Linked DNA regions of Mus musculus: region 1 is linked to region 2. Evidence: chromatin contacts called from public promoter capture Hi-C data. All regions are on one chromosome and are shown on one strand. The core of a region is the stretch at or near the end of the contact, and the rest is flanking DNA. Distances in the headings are between cores, read along the strand shown. Region 1 holds the start of Grm1 (glutamate receptor, metabotropic 1). Region 2 overlaps Grm1 (glutamate receptor, metabotropic 1).

The links. Promoter capture Hi-C pulls out the DNA fragments that hold promoters and counts their contacts.
Region 1: a promoter capture Hi-C map of hippocampal neurons shows a contact between it and region 2, with 2.4 times the contacts expected there. The contact joins the promoter of Grm1 here to the enhancer-like site in region 2. A contact is called at or near these places in 5 of 39 promoter capture datasets (the 3T3-L1 cell line, 3T3-L1-derived adipocytes, hippocampal neurons and 2 more), 1 of 484 Hi-C or Micro-C datasets (cerebellar granule neurons) and 3 of 9 other capture datasets (adipose tissue, liver and pancreatic islet).

What each region holds. Positions count from the first base shown.
Region 1 is chr10:11,080,742-11,084,717 of GRCm38.p6, reverse strand. Grm1 (glutamate receptor, metabotropic 1) reads left to right here and starts at 2,387. Exons shown (of 9, transcript NM_016976.3): 1 at 2,387-2,469; 2 at 3,862-3,976.
Region 2 is chr10:11,047,711-11,051,509 of GRCm38.p6, reverse strand. All of the region lies in intron 2 of Grm1 (glutamate receptor, metabotropic 1), which reads left to right. Among named protein-coding and RNA genes, the nearest start is that of Grm1, 33 kb to the left of the region's middle. Within about 2 kb of position 1,954, at least 12 of the 459 cell types and tissues checked have an H3K27ac peak or open chromatin away from gene starts, as enhancers often do. A contact at or near this core is called in cerebellar granule neurons and hippocampal neurons, where this site is marked.

The DNA.
Region 1 (3,976 bases), core at 1,138-3,637, 33 kb before region 2:
GGATAAGACAGTATATTATATTTAATCTGTGATTTGTTAGCAGTATAAAATAATCTTATTAGTATCTTGCTTTTGAAAATCTATTACTATAAAAGGTAGTGAAAAAGAAAGCTTAATTGATAATTTCAAGAGGCTGTAACGGAAATTAATCCATAATCCCCACAGTATATAGTATGTATGTATGAATGCACATACTCACATACATATCATATACATTATATATAATATATATGTATAGTGTATGTGTGTGCATGTGTGTGATATGAATTCCCAAGTTTAGCTTCCTTCCTTGAATGGATAGTTTTGACTTAGGATTTAAAATAGAATTTAAAACAACATTAAATCTTAACTTTTAATTATTCCTTCAGTGGTAGACAGTCTTCTAAAGGATGGCAATATGTTACATCAAAGACCTTGAGCTTCAAAGAACACATAATGAAAGTAATTGTGGACTTCAGGAACATTGATTTCTTTGATTTGGGGGGAAATCTTAGATTACTTTTGCTTGATAAAACACCATGGCCAAAGCAACTGGGCTAGGAAAGGGTTTATTCAGCTTGTGTGTCCATACCGCAGTTCACCATCAAAGGAAGTCAGGCCAGGAACTCACACAGGGCAGAGCTAATACAAAGGTCAGGTAGGAACACTTCTTACTGGCTTGCTCTTTGGGGATCTCTGAGCCTGCTTTCTTACAGAACCCAGGACTATTAGGCCAGGGATGGTATCACACAAAATGGCCTGGGTCCTCCCACATCAATCACCTTCTAAGAAAATACCCTACAGGCTTGTATACAACCCAATCTTATGAAGGCATTTTCTCAACTAAGGTCTCAATAGATTCCTCTCTGATGACTTCTAGCCTGTATCAAGTTGACATAAAACTAACCAGTAATACAGTTACTAACTTATATATAGAATATTATAACTGAGAAAAAAGATGAGAAAAATTATGTTTAGAGATTATGAAGCCAGAATGACATGATTTAAAATTTAAGCTCAAATGTTTGTTAGAGGAGTGAGATACAATGAATACCTTTAGCTTGCTGTTCTGAAAATTCAGAGTAAATTTGCCCTGTCTGTGAAGACCCAAACTTATCTGTTCTTCATTCCTTGGAGTAAATGTGTAGACTTTGTTTTTGTTTTTTGTTTTTGTTTTGTTTGTTTGTTTGTTCGTTTTTTGGGTTGGTTTTGTTTGTGTGTTTGTTTGTTTTTCCAGACCTGAGAACAGAGACCTTTTAATCTGTAGGGTCCATCCTTGCTTCAGTCTAATCTTGGAAAAGTGGGTAGAGAAATCCTTTTTAGGTTGCCTAAGAATACCTTTCAGAAATGTCTGACACTTGAGGGAAATGAAAAACAAACAAACAAATAAACAACAACAACAACAAAACAGAACAGGAAGATGGTCTGTTCTTGACTGGAGGCATTTCTCTTAATAACTTCTGACAGAGACACAGTTGAAGATATGCATGGCCTGATGAGACCCATTTCCTTGGTTCCAACATGACAGCTTCCCTAATATCAAGACAAGGTAAACAAGGATGACCCGGGGCCCCACACAGACGGGTTTCTGCTCAAGGAGCTTTAAATAAGAGTGGAAAAACTCCATGTCATTTGCTTTCGTCCTCTGAGAAGAGCCAGGATTCATTCTGTCCAGCCACCCTGCCCCCAGAGGAACGTGATTTCACTTCCAGTTTTCATGCAGTAAGACATGTCGGGAAGGTGCTGGCAGTCTGGGAGGGATTTGGATAAGTGTTTTTCACTCTAGTGTTTTCATGTGACCTCTTGTTCTCAATTTAGATACTTCTTGACCTGGAAAAGGTGGGTGCTGCTTGCCACTCTACATTTGGCTACTCCTGTTTTAGGATGTGCATGTTCCTTCCTCCCCTTGTCTCCCGCCATGAAATCTCTTCCCATCCTCTTTGCAACCTGACAACAGAGCCTTGTCCCTAGGTAGATATACACATACATTGTTTTTCTCATTGTGTTCCTTATTTTTAGAGAGAGAAAAAAAATCTGAGTCTGTAAGATAAATGCAAAGGATAACAATCCCCAAAACAGCCTAGGAACCCCTCATTCCTCTGGCAAGACACTACTGATGATCTGTATGCTTGGTAGCCTCTTTAAGTCCTCTCAGAGATAGTATAGTAGTTGACAAATGCCAGCTCCTATATTCTCTAGCTTCTCCTTTTCCTCTATCAAATGACTTTTTAAATAAATTAGATATTAGACAAACCTTGGGTGACCTGCTTTTTCTTTTCTTTTCCTTTTTTTTTTTTTTACTTCTCCCCCCGCCCCCCCTCCCCCCCGTTTTTTTTCCCTTGCGGTATAATAGTGTTGAAGAAAGAGGGCACTAGTGTACAGCCCAGATGGCAGCCTTGCACCGTCTGATTTGGAGCTGAGGTGTCTGCGAACCGAGGGCGGCTGCAGTCCTCTGACCTGAGACCAATAGCTCTGTCTACCCGGACTCAGGTAGGTCTTGAAGTACATACCCCAAACTGGCCCAGGTGAGCGGATATCTTTCTGCGATGAAGCCCACCCCCGAACGGAAGGTACTGTTCTAATCTATCTGATTTTCTCCTGGATCTAGGAGGATCTTGGTTTATTTATCTCTTTGAGTCCTTCATGTCTGAGAAGCAGTGAAGAGCGCTGGGCGTCTGGCTTGATCCCACCCCCTTTTGTGCCTTGCCTCCTGCGATTTCATTCCCTGCCTGCTCCCGATGCCCCCTTTTTAATCTTGACTCTCACCTTGAGAAAGGGATCGGGGAGGGACGGGAGAGAGAGCCAACTTCAGCCCCGCAGGTGCCTCTACCCTCAAAGCACTTGGATTGGGGAATAAAGCTGCAGAACAGCCAGGCAAAGAGAATGAGGGTGGAGAGATGCTAGAGAAGCGATAGAAAGGGTGTGTGTGTGTGTGTGTGTGTGTGTGTGTGTGTGTGTGTGTGTGTGTGTGTGTACGCGCGCGCGCGCGCGAGTGTAGAATGCGAAGGAAGGAGGGGAGGTCAAGAATTTCCTGGCGCTGCAAGGAAAGGTGTCGCCTCCTAGCTCTGAGCGCTGTCCAGGGTTCTGACATTTGAGTGGCTCAGGCGGTTGAGCCAAAGGCGACCCCCATGCCTAGCTATCTTTCTTCCATTTCTTACAGTGATGCAAAGCCCCAAGGGTTCTGATACATAGGCGGTTGCAGGATACCCTCCTCTTCCCCAACCCCATCTCGAAAAGCAAGTTACCTTCTGTACTCCTTCTTGAACATCTACAGTAAGCTTCATTTCTTAGGGGGTGCAATATAGCAAGCCCCAACACAGGGAGGCTACCAGGCGTTGCCTTAGTAACTAATATGGCTTTTCCACAAGCTGTCGCATTTACATTTACTACTAAAATTGTGTGTCGGGGTCTCTTCAACCCTTAAATGTTAAAATAAAAGGTGTTCCCATTGTTTGAGTTGCTTTTTAAAAACAACGCTTCTACCTCCCAAAGAGTTCTCCAATTTTCTTCTGGGAAAAAAGTTGATCTTTTCAAAACCAGGAAAGTTCTCTGAGGTTGAAGAACTTAGCTCCTCCCCTCTTTTCCGTCCCTCCCCTTGACGCCCCCATCACCTGAGAAAGCTTGGTAGGTTTGAAGGAACCGAGAGAACCTGAGGCTGGAGAAGGGGGCGGGTCAGCAGGGCTTTGCACCTCAAAGGACCCGAGCGAGCATAGCAGGCAAGCAGGGCACACTTTCGTCATTGACCAGAGATGCCTCTAGCTGTTTTTGAAGGATGTGTTGAGGTGAAGCGGACCGGACAATATTTAGCATCCCAGACCCTGGAGTTTAAAATACAATTCCTCCGGTAGCCTGGCATTGACTTCCCTCTTTTTCCACCATCAGCGTCCAGCTTATGGCCACTAACGCGCCGCTCATTGCACACCTGATTCACACACCTTCGGGCACCAGTGAAAAAACCGCGACTTGATTTTCTGGAAGAACACCCCTAGGGTTTGGG
Region 2 (3,799 bases), core at 705-3,204:
GCCCACAGGCTTACTTCTGAGGTGAATCCAGACAGACACTGTCAGTTGCCAAGCAGTAAAAACTGTCACAGTGCTTACTCAGCTACTTTTGTAAAAGTTTTAAATGCATGTACATATGCATAACTATCTAAAGAATCAAGTCATTTCTTTTGAGGAACTTTTGAGGAATTAATAGAACCAGTTGCATTTTGTATGAATTTCCCAAGTCCAGCACAATGCTTGGCAAATAATTGGCCCATGAGGAAGTTTGATACTTTGGTCCTTAGAATGGATGCTGAGGTGTCTTTGTAGGTGAAATATTGTAAATATGCCAGTGAGGATTCCGTGGGCACTCAAGCTTAAAAAAATAATAAAGTCACTTGTTCTAAAATTATTGTGAAGTTATGTTTCTTAGTTCCTGATTTGTTAACTTAATCAGGTTCTGTTTTAGATCAAAAGTTGGGTACAAATCTAATGACTCTATCTATGAGTGGTGTACTTGTGGGTCCATGGGAACAGAATTCAAGGCTGGGGAGTGTGCTAATTTTCTGACAGCATGTGGGCAGCCTGTGGAGCAAGAAATAATTTTCCACAGTAGCTAAAGATGGGCAATGTTTGGTTTTGAATTTGTAAATAAGACGAAATAAAAGTTATCTTCCACAAAAAGGGAACATAATTGTAATGAAATAAGTTTGAGAAGTAGAAAGCCGATTGCCAGGGGTAATAGAAATGCGCCTTCACTGTACTTAGTGAGCATTAGTGGCTTGTGTTCATACATGTCAGTTCATTAAATAAAAAGATACAGTAATTGAATTTAGTCAATCATTACAATGATTTGAAAGGAGGCAGTTAGATTCCAATCAGTCAGCAAGAAAACTCTTCAGTTGATTGGCTTGTTATTAACACACTGAGGATTTATAAGAATTCAGTTATACTGAAAATATACAAGGAATGCTGTCAGACTGCATGAGATCAGAGCTCCTATTTCTCATGTTTGTGGCATGGTAGAGAGTTACTATGTTAGGGACATAGCAATGTTCTATGCCCTTTCCATTTGTTTTTCTAAAAACCATCTTGTACCGGGTGAGCTGCAAGGTAGAGACCACATGGTTCATATCACAGGGGCCAGGCTGGAGAGTCTGGCCAAAGAAGAAGTCAGCCAGGAAGGGCCGGCATGATCTGCAGCTCACTGCATCTATGGAGGAAAGCCTGCCCATGGTTCCAAATCTCTCATTTCAAGAAACCATAGAGAGATCTCAATGGGAAATGTCGCTATTTTTACATATCAGCAACTGGTTGACATTTTATTTACTAATTGTTTTGAGATAGACAATTGCTACATGGACCAGGCTAGTCTGGAACTTCTTATATAGCCCAGGTTAGCCCCGAGCCATCCTCTTCATCCACTTCATCCTCCAAGTTCTAAGATTATATGCATGTACCACAATGCCTAGCAAATCAAGCCTAACTACTCTGGTTATAGTGTGACCTCATTGCTTTCGGAAATCAGGTGTCTGTAGACAACTCTTAGAGCCAAGAACCCTGGGCTCTGCCTAAACCAGAAATGACTGAGGGGCTTGGATAAATCTTTTCTTTATTTTTTTATTCACAGTTTTCTCATTTTTCAAAAAATTGGGGATATGGGCCAAATAACACATCATTTGATTCCTTTTCAATGTTCACAATATCTATGATTTGTACGAAGAACGGCAACTCATCTTCAGCTAATTAGCTTTCTTGTTTTCACGATGAACTATGTGATTCGTTCCCACCCCCGATATTTGAAATCTGCCTACTGTTGGCCTTTCTGAGAGTGCTTATGAACATTTGTTGAAACTGACCAGAGAAAATGCTGGCAACTTGGCCCTGATCTAAGGATATTGTCAGCAGAGTTGCGGCACTTGGCTGTCTCCCTCTGTAGTAAACCCTAATAAAGCCCTCACAGAGGAACTGCGAACAGATGCAGCTCTGAAAACACAGTGTCCTTGTCACCATTTGCTCGTCTGTCTCTCCTACTGAGGCAGGACTTGCTTGGGATATCTTAATGACTCGTCTCCTTGTCATAAGCACATTGGAGCTTATGAGTGTATTGGAAGCTTGCTGCACCCAGAGTCTCCAATACACGGTCCTGAGCCTTGAAGGTGCCTTTACGATGACACAGAGGCACAGAAGTCCCTGGAGCCAGACATAAGCATAGTATATCGTGGGCTGAGGAGGTGGCTTGTGGGATAAAACACTTGGCCTGCCAGCATGAGGACTGGAGCTCAGATCTCAGCATCCACATAGTTGAGTTAGATACTATTTATCTATCTATCCATACCAGAGCTTAGGGATTAAATTAGAAACTAGGTCTATTATATTGAGACAACAGAGACAACACCTACATGCCTTTGTCTTTGCTGAGAAGTAGCTAAGAATCCTTGAAAAGGGAATATCTTTCTGAATTTTCATTTCCTCATTTATAAACATGTTGCTTTATAAACACTCCATGAGGTTGTTGCGAGGAAGACAAAGCAATTAAGTGCCATGGCGTTTTTGCAAAGTCACAGCCCTGTGAGCCAGGAAGGTAACGTCTCAGCTGCCTGCTAGAATATGCTGCAGCTGTAATTATTAAGGACATGAGGTTGGCCTTCCTGTTCTCTTCTTACTCCTTCTGTCCATTACCTGTACCTCAGCTGCCTAATTTACTAGTGTCACTGGGTATGTCGGAATGTCACAGAAAAAGGGCTGTGCCCATTCCCCCAAGAACCTTAACCACATTCCTTTGACTTAACTTTATGAAGAGTAATGCATCTACTGTCTATGCTTGCCTCTCCCTAGCCCCCACTCTCTGAGCTTCTTAATTTATGTGTGCTGGGACTGAGGATCCCTGCGCTGATCCTGTCACGTGCAGAGTCATGTAGAGAACACAGTATTTTTTTTAAGTAAGCACCCCTGTAACTTTCCAAAGACTTTTCTGCTTGTGATGTAATCATGAGAGGATATATATATATATATATATATATATATTTTTTTTTTTTTTTCTGAGACAGGGTTTCTCTGTATAGCTCTGGCTGCCTGGAACTCACTCTGTAGACCAAGCTGGCCTCGAACTCAGAAATCTGCCTGCCTCTGCCTCCCGAGTGCTGGGATTAAAGGCGTGTGCCACCATGGCCGGCTTGATAGGATATTCTATAACTGGATGGAATATGATCCCTTCCCTATGGAAGAAACTCTAGCCAGCTCCAGCATGGCAAACATGGTTCTGGCAAGTCTTGCCCTTCTCCCCCATTCCTTCTGCCTGGCTCAGACCATTAGATTACTTTCCTAAAGCTAGATTCCCAAGATCCATTCCCTTATTTGGCCACTTGCTCCTCCTGAGGCTGACTACCAAGCTCCAGCTATCAAAGTATTGAAGCCCAACAATCAAATGGCCACCTTTAGCTCACCTAATTAGCATGCTCCATCAAAATGAACTGACTCGTCCTAACATGGGGTTCTTCCATATAACTGTTTTTCTATGAGTCTTGTCTGTCTTCTCTCTATCCAGAGCCAATTCTTTGTCTCTCCAGGTCAAAGACCCCCTGACCCTCCCCCTTGTTCCCTTCTCCTTCTTCCTGTCCTCTATGTCCTGTCTTAGTTCTTTATCCCTGCCCTTTTTCCTTCTGGGGTAAACAAGACTCTTTTATATTAAGGACCTGGGTTGTCTTGAGCCAACTTCAGGGTTCCTTACATCTCTTAAACATTCAGATGTTTTTGTTTTGTTCGTTTTTAAATATATTTAGTACTACCAGCTCTTGAGTAGAACTGGTAGGGTGGGGAGAAAGGAGGACAAACAGAC